2 separate regions of the Sus scrofa genome follow, and region 1 is linked to region 2. The links are chromatin contacts, called in public HiChIP or PLAC-seq maps. All regions are on one chromosome and are shown on one strand. The core of a region is the stretch at or near the end of the contact, and the rest is flanking DNA. Distances in the headings are between cores, read along the strand shown.

Region 1 (7,253 bases), core at 1,381-3,880, 150 kb after region 2:
GTTTGGCTTGATCCCTGGCCTCGCTCAGTGGGTTAAGGATCCGGCATTGCTGCAAGCTGCAGTGTAGGTCACAGATGTGGCTCGGATCCCGAGTTGCTGTGGCTGTGGTGCAGGCCGGCACCCGCAGCTCTGATTCATCCCCTAGCCTGGGAACTTCTATATGCTGCAGCTGAGGCCCTAAAAAGAAAACGAAATAAAATAAATAAATAAAAATGACCTTTAGAGATGTCTCAACTGTTCTCCCCAGAACACAAGCATCCATAAAGTGTTCATTCAGTAGGTGTTCTTCCAAGGACTCCATAAACAAGACAAGAAGCCTGGGGAACAGTGTATATCATAGCCCCTAATTCACAATGCAGATGAGCATGTTAAAGGCTCTGAGAAGCCTTGGATTAAGAGAGCTGTTTAAGTCAACCCCAAATTTTCTACATTCCTTTGCTCATCAATCACATTTCTCCCCACGAGGCATAGATTATTATTTTGTTGAACTTGAAGGGAATTAGGTGTGTGTGTTGATGGGGAGGATCTTAGGCAGTGCAGGGCCTCAGGAACAAGAATATCTAAATGTAATTGTTAGATTTGCTATTTATTGACTAATGAAACCGCCGATGTTGCTTAAACTTTTTTTGGCTCCAATTCTTTATGTGTAAAGTAAGTTTAATAATCATCTACCTCACTGGGCTAAAATGGTAAATATTAAATAAGGAAAAACCATTTGTAAAAGTTGCTGGTGCACTCATAAGAGATGTTGATTTTGTCAATTGTCCTCTCTCTCTCTTTTCTCCTTTCCTTTCTCTCTTCCTCCCTCCTTTCTTTCCTTCCTTCTTTTTATGATTTGTTTCAATAAATCTTAATTTCAGAATAGTTTCAGGTTTATAGAAATGTTGCAGAGATAACACAGACACAGAGTCTCCATAACCATCCCACTCCACCCTCCCCCATCTGCCACCACCCATTCACTTCTGTTTTGTGCTATGATCTGTAGGAACAGGACTGGCCAGCCAGGGTCTTCTTTTTTGTTTGTTTGTTTTGTTTGCTTTTTAGGGCCTCACCCGCAGCATATGGAGGTTCCCAGGCTAGGGGTCGAATTGGAGCTACAGCCTATACCACAGCCACAGCAACACAGGATCCAAGCCACATCTGCGACCTAGACCACAGATCAGGGCAACACCAGATCCTTAACCCACTGAGCAAGGCCAGGGATCAAACCCGCAACCTCCTGGTTCCTAGTCAGATTCATTTCCCCTGTGCCACAATGGGAACTTCGGGCCAGAGTCTTCTTCATAACCCTCACTAACAGTCTGTTGGGAGCTGAGGCAGAGATAGGCAAAGCAACACCTACAAGACTTGGCCATCCTGCAGGGCAAAACACAAGGTCAGTGAAAGTATTTAGGAAAGTGACCTAACCCAGGCTTTAGAGCCTGGAAAGGCTGGCAGAAGAAAATGTCCTCCAAGAGGGAATCTGACGGATAAGGAACAAGCCAGTGCCAGGTCAGGCCGAAGGAGGGGAAGGAGATTCTTAATGGGCAACAGAGTGAGATGCAGAGCTATGTGGACGTTGCCAGAGATACTGACCCCTGCATCTGTTCCCAGCTTAGGAACTACTTTCAGAAACATGCTCATTAATGATGCCATTATACAAACTTCCCTTCTGTAAAATCCTTGCAGAACTAGCTAAACAGATCATCTTTTCCAAAACAATAGTGACTTTGAGTGAGTGTTAACCAAAGCACTAAAAGTGCTTTTTTTTTTTTTTTTAAAGAAAATTAGAGAGGAAATAATGAGTAACAAAGGAGAGGAAGTAATTGCGAACTTCTAATAGGGCTGGAACTGTGTGATTTGTCATAGGAGTTAGCCTCCCTCTCCTCTAGAGAAATAAAAGCCAAGGGGTGCTCCCTCTTCAGAATCTCCAGAGCACACACTCTGAAGCTTTTCGTTTGATAACTGTCACTACCAAAACACTAGTCCGGCGCTCCTGTGAGACTCTCCTGTTCCCACCCCTACAGGCACGCGGAGCTGAGTGAAGGCTGGGTCTTCTCTGAGTTCCCGGCAGTTGGCCCTGGCTCCTGCAAGGAGGCGGGAAGTCTGCGCTCTGTACCCTAGCCCTCCCCAGCCTTCCCCGTTTGAATGGCAAAAGAGTGTAGCAAAGACAGCAAGCCGGCTCTCAGGGTTCTCACCTGAACCAGACATGCCAGCGGAAACAACCCCAACGGGGAATGCCCATTTGTGCAACAAACCCTGACTCTGACTCTCTCTCCGCTCTTCCACCCCCCACCACGTCCCGCCACCCCCGCGCCCAGGCTGAGTTGCTGAATCAAAGGCGCCTTCCCCAAACCCGGCGTTCCCCAGAAAAGCTTCCTCTGCCACCCCACTCCCCTCCTCCTCCCCAGGGCCCGGGGGCATTTCTTTAGGTCTTTTCTGGTCTCTCAGAAGAGCCACACGCAGGTGTTCTGAGACGCTTCTGGAGAAAAGAAAGCGGCTGGAGAAGTAACTGGGCTTGAGCGCGGGGGGCGGGCCCTTGGCGGGGAACTTACTCCTGAGCTGGCTGGAGCGCGGGGAGGGGCAGGGCGGGACTGTCACTTCTCACGGGGTGTGTGACCTGCTCTGCTAGCAGTTGGAGAGGCTCCACAGCCATGTCCGGGATCTGGGTTCTCCTGTCACTGGTAAGTCCTCTCCTGCCTAGCGGGGGCCTCTCCCCGCTGGGTCAAGAGGTTGGCGCTTAGAGGAGCGCGCAGGACGCGCTCCGATGACCTTAAGGGGATGCGCGTGGGCGTCCGGGCTTGGCTGGTGTTTGGCAGTCTGGCTTTTCAGGGCTGCTAGGACTTTCCTTGAGGGCGAGGTCTCAGGAAACCGGGGAACGCGTCTTTCCTGGGGTTGGAGGAGAAGCGGCGATCCTGCGCGGCAGGCAAAACAGCACCGCGCGGCCCCAGGGGGCCCTGTTCGCGGCGCGGAGAGAGGTGGGAGCCGGGGGCAGGCGGGGACTTGGGATGTTTGGGGGTCGCCAGAGGGAGAGCCCTACCCGAGAGAGGAGGGGATCGTCTGGACAAGTCCTTACATGTCACCACAAAGGTCCTCCTCTGCGCGGGTGTATGTGTGAGCTGTGGGACGGTGAGAATATGAGCTCTCTGAAGACACGTTTTCTGAACGTGTCACAAATTTAGGGAGTAAATCAGTCCCGAGGCAATGGTTAAACCCGAGGCTTTGGACGTCACTGTTTCTTTCTTGAAAAGGTTATCTTGGGGCTGAATGCGCCTCAAGAGGTTTGTTTACCTTCTTATCACGACACAGAAAAAGAAACTGTTTCCCTTCCGGGAATCCCTCTCCTACCGATCGTAAGTCACGACCTTAGGTTTGGCCTTTATTTATTTATTTATTTTTTAACGTCCTGTTCTTCACTTTAGTTTGCTGAACTCGGGGAGGGAAGGAACCTTGCCCCCACTGCTCAAGCGGTGGTACCCACTGCCACCGCGCCTGCGCAGGGTGGCGAGCCTGGAGCCGGTACTTGGCCTAGAAGCCTAAGCAGCAGCCACCTCTTTTTGAGTCCCTGCCTCGGAAATGCCACCTTGATGGTCGCTAATTAAAGACGTTTGGTTTCATTTGAGTTCCAAATTCTCTGAAAGGCAATGCCTTCTTATTTTGCTGGCCCCACCAAAGTGCCAGGCACTGTGATAGAAGTGTTTATAAACGTGATCACAGTCAATTCTCAGCAGCGGCTGCAAGGTAAGGAAGATGTCCTCACATTCATTTTACAGATGGCGAAACGGGGTGCAGAAAGCTTAGGTAATTCGACCGAGTGCAACCAGTAAGTGGCAGAGCTGGAATTTAATTTAGGCCCAATTCCAAAGCCTGGGCATTTGTTGATTGCACCTGATGTCCAGATTACACCAAGAATTGAAAGGAAAAATCAGTGATGTCCGGAACCATCTTAGATTGGGGAGAAAAACAAAAGAATTCTCCCTGAATTTTTCAGAAATTATGTACCATATTTGGGCTCCTTTAGAAATTTCCTCCAAGAAAATTTAAGATTCAAAATTGAGAAACCATTTATGCAACCTCAGACCACACTCTTCTCTTTATCATTAACCGTGGCCTTATTGCAGTGTTAGTTGTTTTGAAAATCTCTCTTAGGTCTTGGGACAACAATGCTGGTAAGCATAGCAAAGGTATCAACGCCCAGAGCTATGCTTAACTTTTATACTTATAACATCTTTACCAGATGGGCAAGTTTAAAGCACCAAGGAGGAGTTCCCGTCGTGGCGCAGTGGTTAACGAATCCGACTAGGAACCATGAGGTTGCGGGTTCGCTCCCTGCCCTTGCTCAGTGGGTTAACGATCCGGCGTTACCGTGAGCTGTAGTGTAGGTCGCAGATGCGGCTCGGATCCCGCGTTGCTGTGGCTCTGGCATAGGCTGGCAGCTACAGCTCTGATTCGACCCCTAGCCTGGGAAACTCCATATGCCTCGGGAGCGGCCCAAGAAATAGCAAAAAAAAAGACCAAAAAAAAAAGCACCAAGGAAAGTGCTTTTCTAAAAGAATGCACACACGTGTATACAGACACATATGCATATATATATGTACATGTGTTTATATATGCATATTATTATAATACCTATAATATTGTGTATTAAATATAAATTAATAGTATAATATATGATATATGGTCTAAGACATGAAGATTTATTGAATAAAATATATCAATACAGATGTGTAAAAAAAAAATCTGACATATCCTTATCACCTAGATTGTCATTGTTTATCATTTTGTAACATATCCTGCATTTTTCTTTTCTAATATGACTCTTTTAAATTTACACAGAATCCTGTCTTACACCCACTGCTAGCCCAACTCTCTGTTCTTAAAGAAGTTTCCACACCATCCATTATGTCATCTTTTGTGTCTCCAGAAAATGCTTGTTTTTATGACTTTATACTTAGTAGTACTTACTTACTAGTCACAATAATAAATAAAATGGGGGTGGGAGTGCTAATTGCATGGAATGCAGAAGCAAGTTTGGCTTAATCGTGTCAACCAGCTGGAAGTAGATGGGCGGGAGCTGCCTATTTTTTCTTTTCCATATGTTCTCTAGTTCTGTTGTCTCTGGTGTGATCTGTAGTCAGTACATATCTCATGCTTCCCCTCTTTGCTTCTTTTTCTTTCCTTCTTGGAATTAGTTTTCCCTCCCCTAGTTTCTGGGTGTCATTTCCATGGCACCTATAATAAGTGCATTTGAACTCCCAAAACAATTCACAAATGTCTAGAGGACACAGAAAAAGAGTCAAATTTACTTTAGAAATGTGTGTGGGAAATAGCTGCCCTGCATTTAGTCCTGATAGGTTTTCTGCTGTAACATTTTGGTCTATGGTTAGGTGATTACTAGATGGCCATTGTCGTCTTTATTTCTTAGAGCAGTTGTCAAAATTATGGCAGAGGGAGAGAAGAGGGAAGTTGACAAAGAAACCAGTGTATTGATAAGTAATCATACAGAAGCGTTTGAGGGAGAAAATAAAAAACAGTTGTTTATTTATAGTTTAATCATTTTCCTTAACCCAGCCTAAGTAACATGAAATAGGCTCCAGTGTGTTTCTGTTTATTCTTGTGGTTAAGAGGTTTTCCTTATATCATAAAAGACTTGAAAATTCTTATGAATAAAATAAACCTATGAAATATAATTGAGAACATGAACAAGCAGAATGGAAAGACACGAATTTATAAATAATGTTAAGATTGGGATGCAAAAATGAAACCGATATAAGGAAACCCTCAGTCCCCCACAACTAGAACAATTAGATAAAAGAAAAATCTTCTATTACCCATCTCCATGATACAATTACCACCCTTAGTGGCAAATTAGGGTTTAGGTTAGAACACGTTTCTACTCTTGCGCTGAGTTTAGAGAAGGAAAAGGATGAAATAGACGCAAAGAGGACTGGGATTTGGGTGTTGTTTCTAAGTGTCTTTGGGATACTAGACGAGTAATTTATTTCTAAATAGTTCTTAATCACGTCAGTGTCAATCCTTCAAAGGAGTCTCTGGAAGGCTGCTCTCATGCTGTAGGGAAGCCAGATCACTATACCACAACTGCCAAGAACAGAATAATCATATTCTAAGAGATGATCAAAAACCTGAATAAGGAAATCCCCCACTTGAAAACCCCCAGTGACTTACTTGCCTTTTGGCAAATTACCTTAGGTTCCAAAAGTCCCTTAAATGAGCACATGTTTTGTAATAGGTACCAGAGACTTATTTACTTGTGATGAAAAATAATAATATAAAGATAATAATATATATAGCTTATTGCCAAAGAATTATTTGTAGAACCATTATAAGTACCGTAATGGATAGTATTGTATTACTTTCGCTGTGCGTGTGTGTTTGTGTGTGTGTGTCTATTCACGACAGTGGAGAAGCAGCATTTAACTATCTAATGAGTCCTTTTCATTTTCTGGAGGACCCTTGTTTGAAAATGAAAGAAGTAAAATGAATAAATAAACAAAATCAAATATTCTTAGCTTTTTATGTAGTTGGACTCCTGATACCAATTAAGTTTCTTCTATTTGGTCTTTGACAGGAACAAATAATTCAGATGATCTTGCCTACTTTTATGTTCTTTGAAGTGAGGGTATGTATAGTAAGGCCCAAATTAGAAAGCTGATCATTGTAAGACTGTTAACTTCACCTTCCTCAGAAAGAAATGAGCTCATCTTCCCCTTTGATCACAACTCCCTTCTTGATTTGAAGTGAGCTTTTGTGCAACCAAGCCATCCTCCACCTCTGTGCCCTTAGAAGTAGCAGCCATTGCTATACTGGACACATGCCCCCAAATTGTAAGAAATTATACATTTTGAGTAAGGTCAGTCTTGTAAATTAGCAAATCTGACTGTAGATTCAATCAGCAAATGTACTCAGCCCAGCACAGCAAGCAAACCTATTGTACATAAGTTTGGGTAAGCTGTGAATTGAAATAAACTTGGAAAATTAGAATAAACTTTGCTTCAGAGCCATTAGCATCAGACTGTTCTATAGTCAAGTGATGAGACATTATGGATTTAGTCCCCTCTGTGTTCTGGGAGGCAATAAAAACATGGGATGTGAGGAACGTCAATACTTTTGATTTCTGAGGTCAGAGATCTTGGAAAAAAGAGTGAGAGAGACAGCTTGAGAGAGAGAGAGAGAGAGAGAGAGAATAAACTCAGAACATGTGTTGTAAGGCTCTTGCCCCTTGCCCAGGATTGAGCTTTGGTTTTTAGCCATCT
Region 2 (7,710 bases), core at 447-2,946:
GCTGCTCACAACGAGGTCCTGAACCAGCAGTTAATAGGGGAAGTTGAAAGGCATAATCTTAGGCTCCACCCTGTTCTACAGAATAATAATCTGCATTTAAACAAGATCTTTGGGTGATCTGTATGCACATTAAAATTTGAAAAGCACTAGCCTAGAGCAGTGTTTCTCCCCGGGTGGGGGGGCGTGGGGGGTGGTAAACTGGTCGCTCACATCAGAATCACTTGGGAGGCTCTTCTAAAACGGTTTCTAGACCCTACCCCAGGCGGAGCGAAACAGACTTTCTTGGGTGGAGGCCCTTGAAACTGCATTTTCAACAAGTTCCTCTCCCTGGCACTTAAGCAATCTAAGGTTTAAGAAAGGCCAGAGTAGCATTTTAGAATATTACCTGACATATGTGAATTCTTCACCAGCCTAAACCTACTGGGCAAGACATACCTAGAATTATAAACTAATCAAAGAGCAAATTGACTACATAAAGGTGCTTGTGCCTACACACACACACACGCACACACACATACACACACAGACACTGACACACAGACACACACACAGCCCTGGCGTTAGACATAACTGCCAATACTGAGAAATCGCCTTTAGTATTAGAAGAACCACCCAAAGAACTTCGTGTAAGCATCTGTAATGAAATGCAGACTGACCGGTTATTTGTGTACGGGAGGAGAGGAAGCAAACCATGAATAACTATGTCATTACACCTCTTAGCCTCTCGTTTAAATGTTACTCTCTTACACTCCTTTGAAACACTATTAAAAATTTTATTTAATTCTGGTAGCTTACTCTCAAAACAGGAAGAAGTATTTCTATATCCATGAAAATACCAAAAGCTCAAAATATGAAAATTATATTCTGTTTTTATCCTTCTTCTATATAGGGATAGTCTTTATTAGTAATAGCTAGAGGTGCATTTCCTTTCAAATTCCAAGCTATATACATACGGTTCCATAAAAGAACCAGGCTTGTTTAGAATCTTTTGCTTCTTTAGAAAATCCAGCTAAGGACAATTTTTACTTGTCCTCAGGATGTTTGACCTCAGCAAACACAACTCCATTAACTCCATTTTCATAAACTCCATTTTACAAATTAACCCGCAAATATCTGGACATCATGACCTGTATACCACATAACGCTACTCATGTCTAGCTGAAGGTTTAGGCTCACAGAAAATTTTCCCTTAAACTATTAGAAATGTCAAAAAGGCTAGACACAGGACTTTGTTTTAACTTCATACTCTTACAGAAAGGTCAAAGAAAAGGAGACTAATTAGCAGGGATAGGAGATTCCATTTGAAGCAAATCAGCGATTTTTAACATCTTTGGAATCTTCTTTCTAGAGAAGTTACATACCTCAGAGTATAGGATTCCCATGCTGGTCTTTCACAGACTTACTTCACCTCTACAACTTCTTGAAGCTTCTGGAGGTATTTCCTATGAATAGTGAAATCCTTCCCAGCCAAAAGAAAGGTCCCTAGGAGCCTAGGTCGGTGGCAAGTTCTTTCTTTCCACCACTTGCGAGCTTTCTTCCAGTAACCCAGGCAGCCACACACCTTCCAGAGAGCCCAACCCAATGAAACAAGGGCATTAGTTTACAGTGTAATGAATGACCCAAGTGGTGTATCATCTAATGTTACAACCCTGAGAAACCGGTTTCTGAGTCATATCTGCTCTGCCAGTGGTAACATGGAAAGAAGGAAGCAAAGATGAGAGGGGAAGGAAAGTGCTCACACTGGCAGGAAGGACTCAGGGTTCAAAACAGGGTACTGCGTTTAGGACATTTCCTAAATGAAATCTGGTTTTCAGCGGCTATTATAAAAAGCTACATGCAAACAATCTTATTTGTTAGAGACATACATGTCTGCATAGGATTTGACCTTTATGAAAAATAATCGTCCACACCATCACTATGGATTCTTGCTATTTTTAAGCACAGATAAGTTTATTATCCCTTGATATTTTTATTAATATAAACAAATTAAAATAATAAAATCAATGTATAAGGTATATTATTTTTTTACGGCCACATTAGCGGCATATGGAATTTCTCCAGTGGGGGACTGAATCCCTGGTGCAGCTGAGACCTATGCCACAGCTTCGGCAACATCGATTCATTGAACCCACTGAGCTGGGTCAGGGATCAAACACACACCTCTGCAGAGACCCAAGCCACTACAATCAGATTCTTAACCCACTGTGCCACACCGGGAATCCACTATGATATTTTATGTACATAAATGTGTTCATAATCACTTTCAAGGGCATCTCTGAGCAAAGTTAGATCAACTCATATTGAAAAAACTAAACTTTTGGAAGAATTAGTCCCATTTACATTCTATTAATTCAATGATCTTAAAAGGTTTAGGTCACAATTATGGTATCACCATATTTGATTTTCCTATGAGCACTTTAACTAAGAAATAACCTTTCCAGCTAATCAGTCTTGTAAATGTAATAAATGAAATTTACTCTAATGTAATAAACATTAAATTGTCTTAAACATTCTAATAGTGTTTTCAAATTTAGTCAAATTATTTTATAATATTCAATTTTAAAATCATAAATCAAAAATCGATTACTCTATTACACATTTTAAATGGAATCACAAGGTCACTGGGTCAAATACATTAGTATGCCAAATCTCTTATACACTGTAAACATTTTATATACCAAATAGGATATAAAATATTCACATATTTTCTCTGAACTCAACACAATCACAGCAAATACTAAACTTCCCCAGAGTTAAAACACCTGCACACACACACACACCCATGAAAGAAAGTGTTCAAGCACCCCCAAGCAAATGGATGTGATTTTGTGATCAGTTGAAGTTCTTTGTGGCCAAGACCAGGGGCCAGGATCCAAGGCCTGAGTCTCTCTTTCTCTCTATATATAATACATATATATTCAGGAAAATTCTTCCTACTCCGCTGATTAACGCGATGAGCTATTCTTACAACTTTTTTTTTTTTTTTTTTTTTGTCTTTTTGTCTTTTTGTTGTTGTTGTTGTTGTTGCTATATGTTGGGCCGCTCCCGCGGCATATGGAGGTTCCCAGGCTAGGGGTTGAATCGGAGCTGTAGCCACTGGCCTACGCCAGAGCCACAGCAACGCGGGATCCGAGCCGTGTCTGCAACCTACACCACAGCTCACGGCAACGCCGGATCGTTAACCCACTGAGCAAGGGCAGGGATCGAACCCGCAACCTCATGGTTCCTAGTCGGATTCGTTAACCACTGCGCCACAACGGGAACTCCACAACTTTTTTTTTTTAACTAAATATTTTGTCAATATCTGTCCCTTTATCCTTTCTTCTACCCATCCATAATCCATCCTATTTATTTTATTTTTTGTTTTATGGCTACACCCATGGCATATGGAAGTTCCCTAGGCCAGGGACTAAATCTGAGCCACAACTGTGGCAATGCCAGATCCTTTAACCCATAGGGCCGGGCCTGGGATTGTACCTGCACCTCTGCAACTGCAGTCAGATTTTTAACCCGCTGCACCATAGAGGGAACTCCAAGCTATTTTTATAATTATCATAACAGGAATTACACACTACTGTGGACTTGGCTTTGGGGCCAACCTCCCAGGAATCTAAAGAATTAGCTAATTCTTCTGTTGGAGCCGGAAGTCTGCAATACCTGCTAAGATTGCAGCTGCCTTCCCCTTTGGTTTAGTTTGATTTTGAATTTGTTTCCTAAGACATTTAAGTGTCTATCCCATTGACTTATTAAAGTTTAATGTTATTTCCGATGGGTACTTCTCTGTGTTATGCAAATCTTTTGTAATCCACTTTAGCTTCCTTTGTAACCTTTTCTAAATGTTGTGGGCAGAACCCTTCACTCTCACTACCTCTCCATTAAGGTTGCTGCTGGCTTCCTTCTCCCAGCTCTTTGCTTCCTTCTCCAAGCTCTTCGCTCCCTGACTGAACTGAGAGGCAACTTTAATTTCCTAACAGGACCACGACTCAAATAATTGGATTCTGCATCTCTCCCTTGACTGCATCTTGAAGGTGTAGGAGTTCAGAACAAGTTTCCCCCAAAGGTGCCACTTTTGCATGAGGATTATTTTGAACTAAAGACAATGGGTTCAGGAGAAACTACTGTCCCTCCCTTAACCATCTAGAAGAAGTTAACTTGGGGATTTCTCCCAGAAGTTATTACTGGAGATAAGTTTTATCTAAGCAGCCCAATTAATATGCAGGGAAAACATTTAACTACCAAACACATGCTCTTATTAGTATCAACCCATGAATGACCCTCCTGTCCTTGGAGGCCCCAGGCCTCTGTCCCATTCCTTAGCTTGGGATGGCACGTTAACTTCCTTTTACCTTTCTACTTCTGAACCTCTTTTGGTCTTTAGCTGAAGATGGTATTTAAGGTGGTGGCTTGGGCCATTTCCAAGAGTTTTCCTGGGTACCTGAGGCATATATGCTCTTAAAGTTCTATTTGATTTTCTCTTATTACGGGAGCGTTCTCAGCCACAGAATCTAGAAGGATAGAGGGAAAATTCTTTTTCCTGCCCTACAATCTGGTTCTAAAGGCGCAATACTCATGATGATGGTGAAAGATGAACTCTTTCAGTGTCAAGTTGACTCGAAAAACAAAGCAATTGACCCATTGCGATTGGTTTAATACTTGCGTTTATCTCTAGACCAGTGACTCTTGACCAGGGATTTTTTTTTTCCTCCAGGTAAGACTGCCAGGTCTAACAAATAAAATAAAGGATGTTCAGGAGTTCTCTGGTGGCCTAGTGGTTAAGGACTAGGCATTGTCATGGCTGTGGCTTGGGTTACTGCTGAGGCTCAGTTTGATTCCAGGCCTTGGAACTTCTGTATGCCTTTCAGGCAGCCAAAAAAAAAAAAAAAAAAAAAAAAATACAGGATGTTCATTAAATTTGAAATTTAGATAAATTTCTGAAATATTGCATGTGACATTATTATACTACACAATTATGTTGTTTAACTAAAAATGAAAAACATCTGGCAGTTTCTAGAGATATTTTTGGTTGTCACAACCAAGTAGGGACAAACTACTCACATCTAAATGGTAGACATCAAGGATGCTGCAGGAGAATGAAATGTGGAGAAAGAGGACTAGATCAGTTCTAGTGTTAGAATGGGCTATAGTCATAGAGGAAAAACATCTTTTTACTTCTACCCATCTAGGTTGGGGCCTCTTAACAAAAGACAGATTAACAAGGAGTTCCTGTTATAGCTCAGCAGGTTGAGAACCTGACATAGTCTCCATGAGGTTGTGGGTTTGCTCCCTGACCTCACTCAGTGGGTTAAAGATCTAGCGTTGCTGCAAGCTGTGGTGTAGTTTACAGATGTGGCTTGGATCCGGTGTTGCCAAGGCTGTGGTGTAGGCCTCAGCTGCAGCTCCAATGTGACCCCTGGCCTGGGACCTTCCATATGCCACAGGTGCAGCCATAAAAAGAAAAAAAAAATTAATCTGTTCAAAAATATATTTTCAGTCTATTGAATTGTAAAGCAAAAAAGCACTTTTTTTTTTTTTTGGTTTTAGGGCTGCACCTGGGCATATGGAAGTTCCCATGCTAAGGGTCAAATCAGAGCTGCAGCTGCAGTTACAGCAATGCAGGATCCAAGCCACGTCTGTGACTTACCACAACTCAAGGCAAGGCCAGATCCTTAACCCACTGAGCGAGGCCAGGGATCAAAGCTGCACCCTCATGATTACTAGTCAGGTTCATTACCACTGAGCCAAAGGGCAACTCTCCCCACCCTCCCCTTTTTAAGCAGTCTTTATATTACTGATAAATTGGTATTGTGTATTTAGGTGTGGCTGTAAATAGAAAAAAAATTTTAAAGGACAAATTAACAAGAGAAAAACAAAGGGAAGTTGTTTGCATGCACATCTCATACCTACACAGGAGAAACTCTGGGGAAGTGTAATTCAAAGAGATGTTTAGAATTTAGGGTTAGATATAATCTTAGGCTAAAGGAAAAGGTGTTTGGGGCTTCTAAGGAGGGGTGAGAGGAGAAGGGAGGCAAGTTATGGATAGATGCCAGGAAAAGTATGGTAAACAAGGGTTGTTTAGTAAAGTTTGTCAGGCAGATTTAAGTCAGTGCCCTCTTTAATGATAAGAGCTGTGCAGTGTCCTCTACAAATGGCAATTCTTTTCATAGATACACATTCCCTTTACAAAAGGAAAACAGGTACCTTGTTTTTAAATCTTTTCCTGCTCTGCTGGTTCTCCTTTAGCTGAAAAAAGTAATCCATATGCCCAGGAGGCATATTTGGGGTAGCATGTTCTGGTACCCCTCCCTCATGGTGAAACACTGTCATAATATCATCTGAGAAACAGGTAATTTTTTTAAACTGTTCAGGGGGTCACTCTGGCAATCTGAGCCCTAATTACAAAAACAGAAAAGAAGACGTTCTAGAAAACAGCTTTCACACGTGAGTGTCTTCTGTCAAGATACAATGTTTGAGCCAGACATCACAGGCTTAAAATGAAAGGTGTCCATTTGATATGGCCATGGATACAGCCAACTCCGGCTGACCACCACCATGCTGCCTGAGAGGAGAAAGAGGCTCCTTGGAGAGAGAGATCTGGACTCATCCCATTGTCTAAGAGCTCCCATTGGAGGCATTTTAGTAAAGGAGTGTCGTGATCAGAATTCATTTATATAATAAAGCCATCACTCTGGCCATTGTGTGGAGAGTGGACTTTCAGCAGGCAAGAGAGCAAATGGCAAGACCTGTTAGGAGCCTACTGCCTTAGGTCAACTGAGAGATTATGGTACCAAAGGCAGAAGAGGAGCAGCGGGGATGGGAAGAAAAGAGGAACTCTAAAGGGGGTAGGGCGCCAGGTTAGCAAACCAAAACTTACATAACTTTCGTGTCTTGTAAATGCTCTGCTTGACCAGAAACACAGTTATTTCCATCCAGCCAGTCCTCAGATACCAAGAATCTATTCTGATATCCTTATTCTAAATAAAGTCAGATATGCAACCCCAGGCCAATCCATTTAAGCTGAATACATGTTGCTTATTCCCTGATCGACCTGCTAAGCTTACAAGGAAATCAACCTCCTAACCGATCATGCCCTGTTTCTGTACTGCTGTTTCTAATAACCTGAAAAACCCGCTTCTGCCCAAGCATCCCTTGGGAAGAGTGTTTCACTGCTTCTGAGCCACTGAATTCCTCCAATCCATGAATTGTTTTCCCTTAAATAAAGGACATCAAAATAAACTGTTATTTTTGTCATTTGCTGCTGTCTTCTGACACCAAACACACTTGTTCATATTTTGTTCTGTGATGCCTGACGCTAGTACTCTGTAAACTACATTTTTTTCTCCCCACTGGCCTCGTGCCAGCTTTTCCCAATAGGAAGCACTTAAGAGAGACTACAGGCTAAGAAGAGAGCAGGAGACCCACTCATTCCTATACTTTTGATGATCCTATCTGCTTAAGCCCAGCAATAGCCTTTCATTCTAGGAATAGCCATTGGTCCAGCCTTGTTTCACACTCCCTGAACCAGCCTAATCACACACTTCAGAGGTACCAGCACCAGGGGTCTCCCTCCCACAGCCCAACTTGATACTTCCCCTCCCTTGAGCTCCTGCAGTATTGGCAACAACCAGACAGTGGCTCCTTTTCAAGCTTGGGTTCCAAAATTTCAGGGCCCTTCCCTCAAGTTGTTAAGTTCTGATAACTCCCACCTCCGTT

The links. HiChIP or PLAC-seq counts read pairs in DNA pulled down with a chosen protein or histone mark.
Region 1: an H3K27ac HiChIP or PLAC-seq map of alveolar macrophages shows a contact between it and region 2. The contact joins the promoter of FAS here to the promoter of ANKRD22 in region 2. A contact is called at or near these places in 4 of 47 Hi-C or Micro-C datasets (embryonic fibroblasts, fetal skeletal muscle, fibroblasts and 1 more) and 1 of 2 datasets of contacts at active chromatin or transcription factors (alveolar macrophages).

Annotation. Positions count from the first base shown.
Region 1 is chr14:100,924,675-100,931,927 of Sscrofa11.1, forward strand. FAS (Fas cell surface death receptor) reads left to right here and starts at 2,631. Exons shown (of 9, transcript NM_213839.1): 1 at 2,631-2,663. The coding sequence starts at 2,634.
Region 2 is chr14:100,770,716-100,778,425 of Sscrofa11.1, forward strand. ANKRD22 (ankyrin repeat domain-containing protein 22) reads right to left here and starts at 1,697. Exons shown (of 6, transcript XM_001928460.6): 1 at 1,362-1,697. The coding sequence starts at 1,382.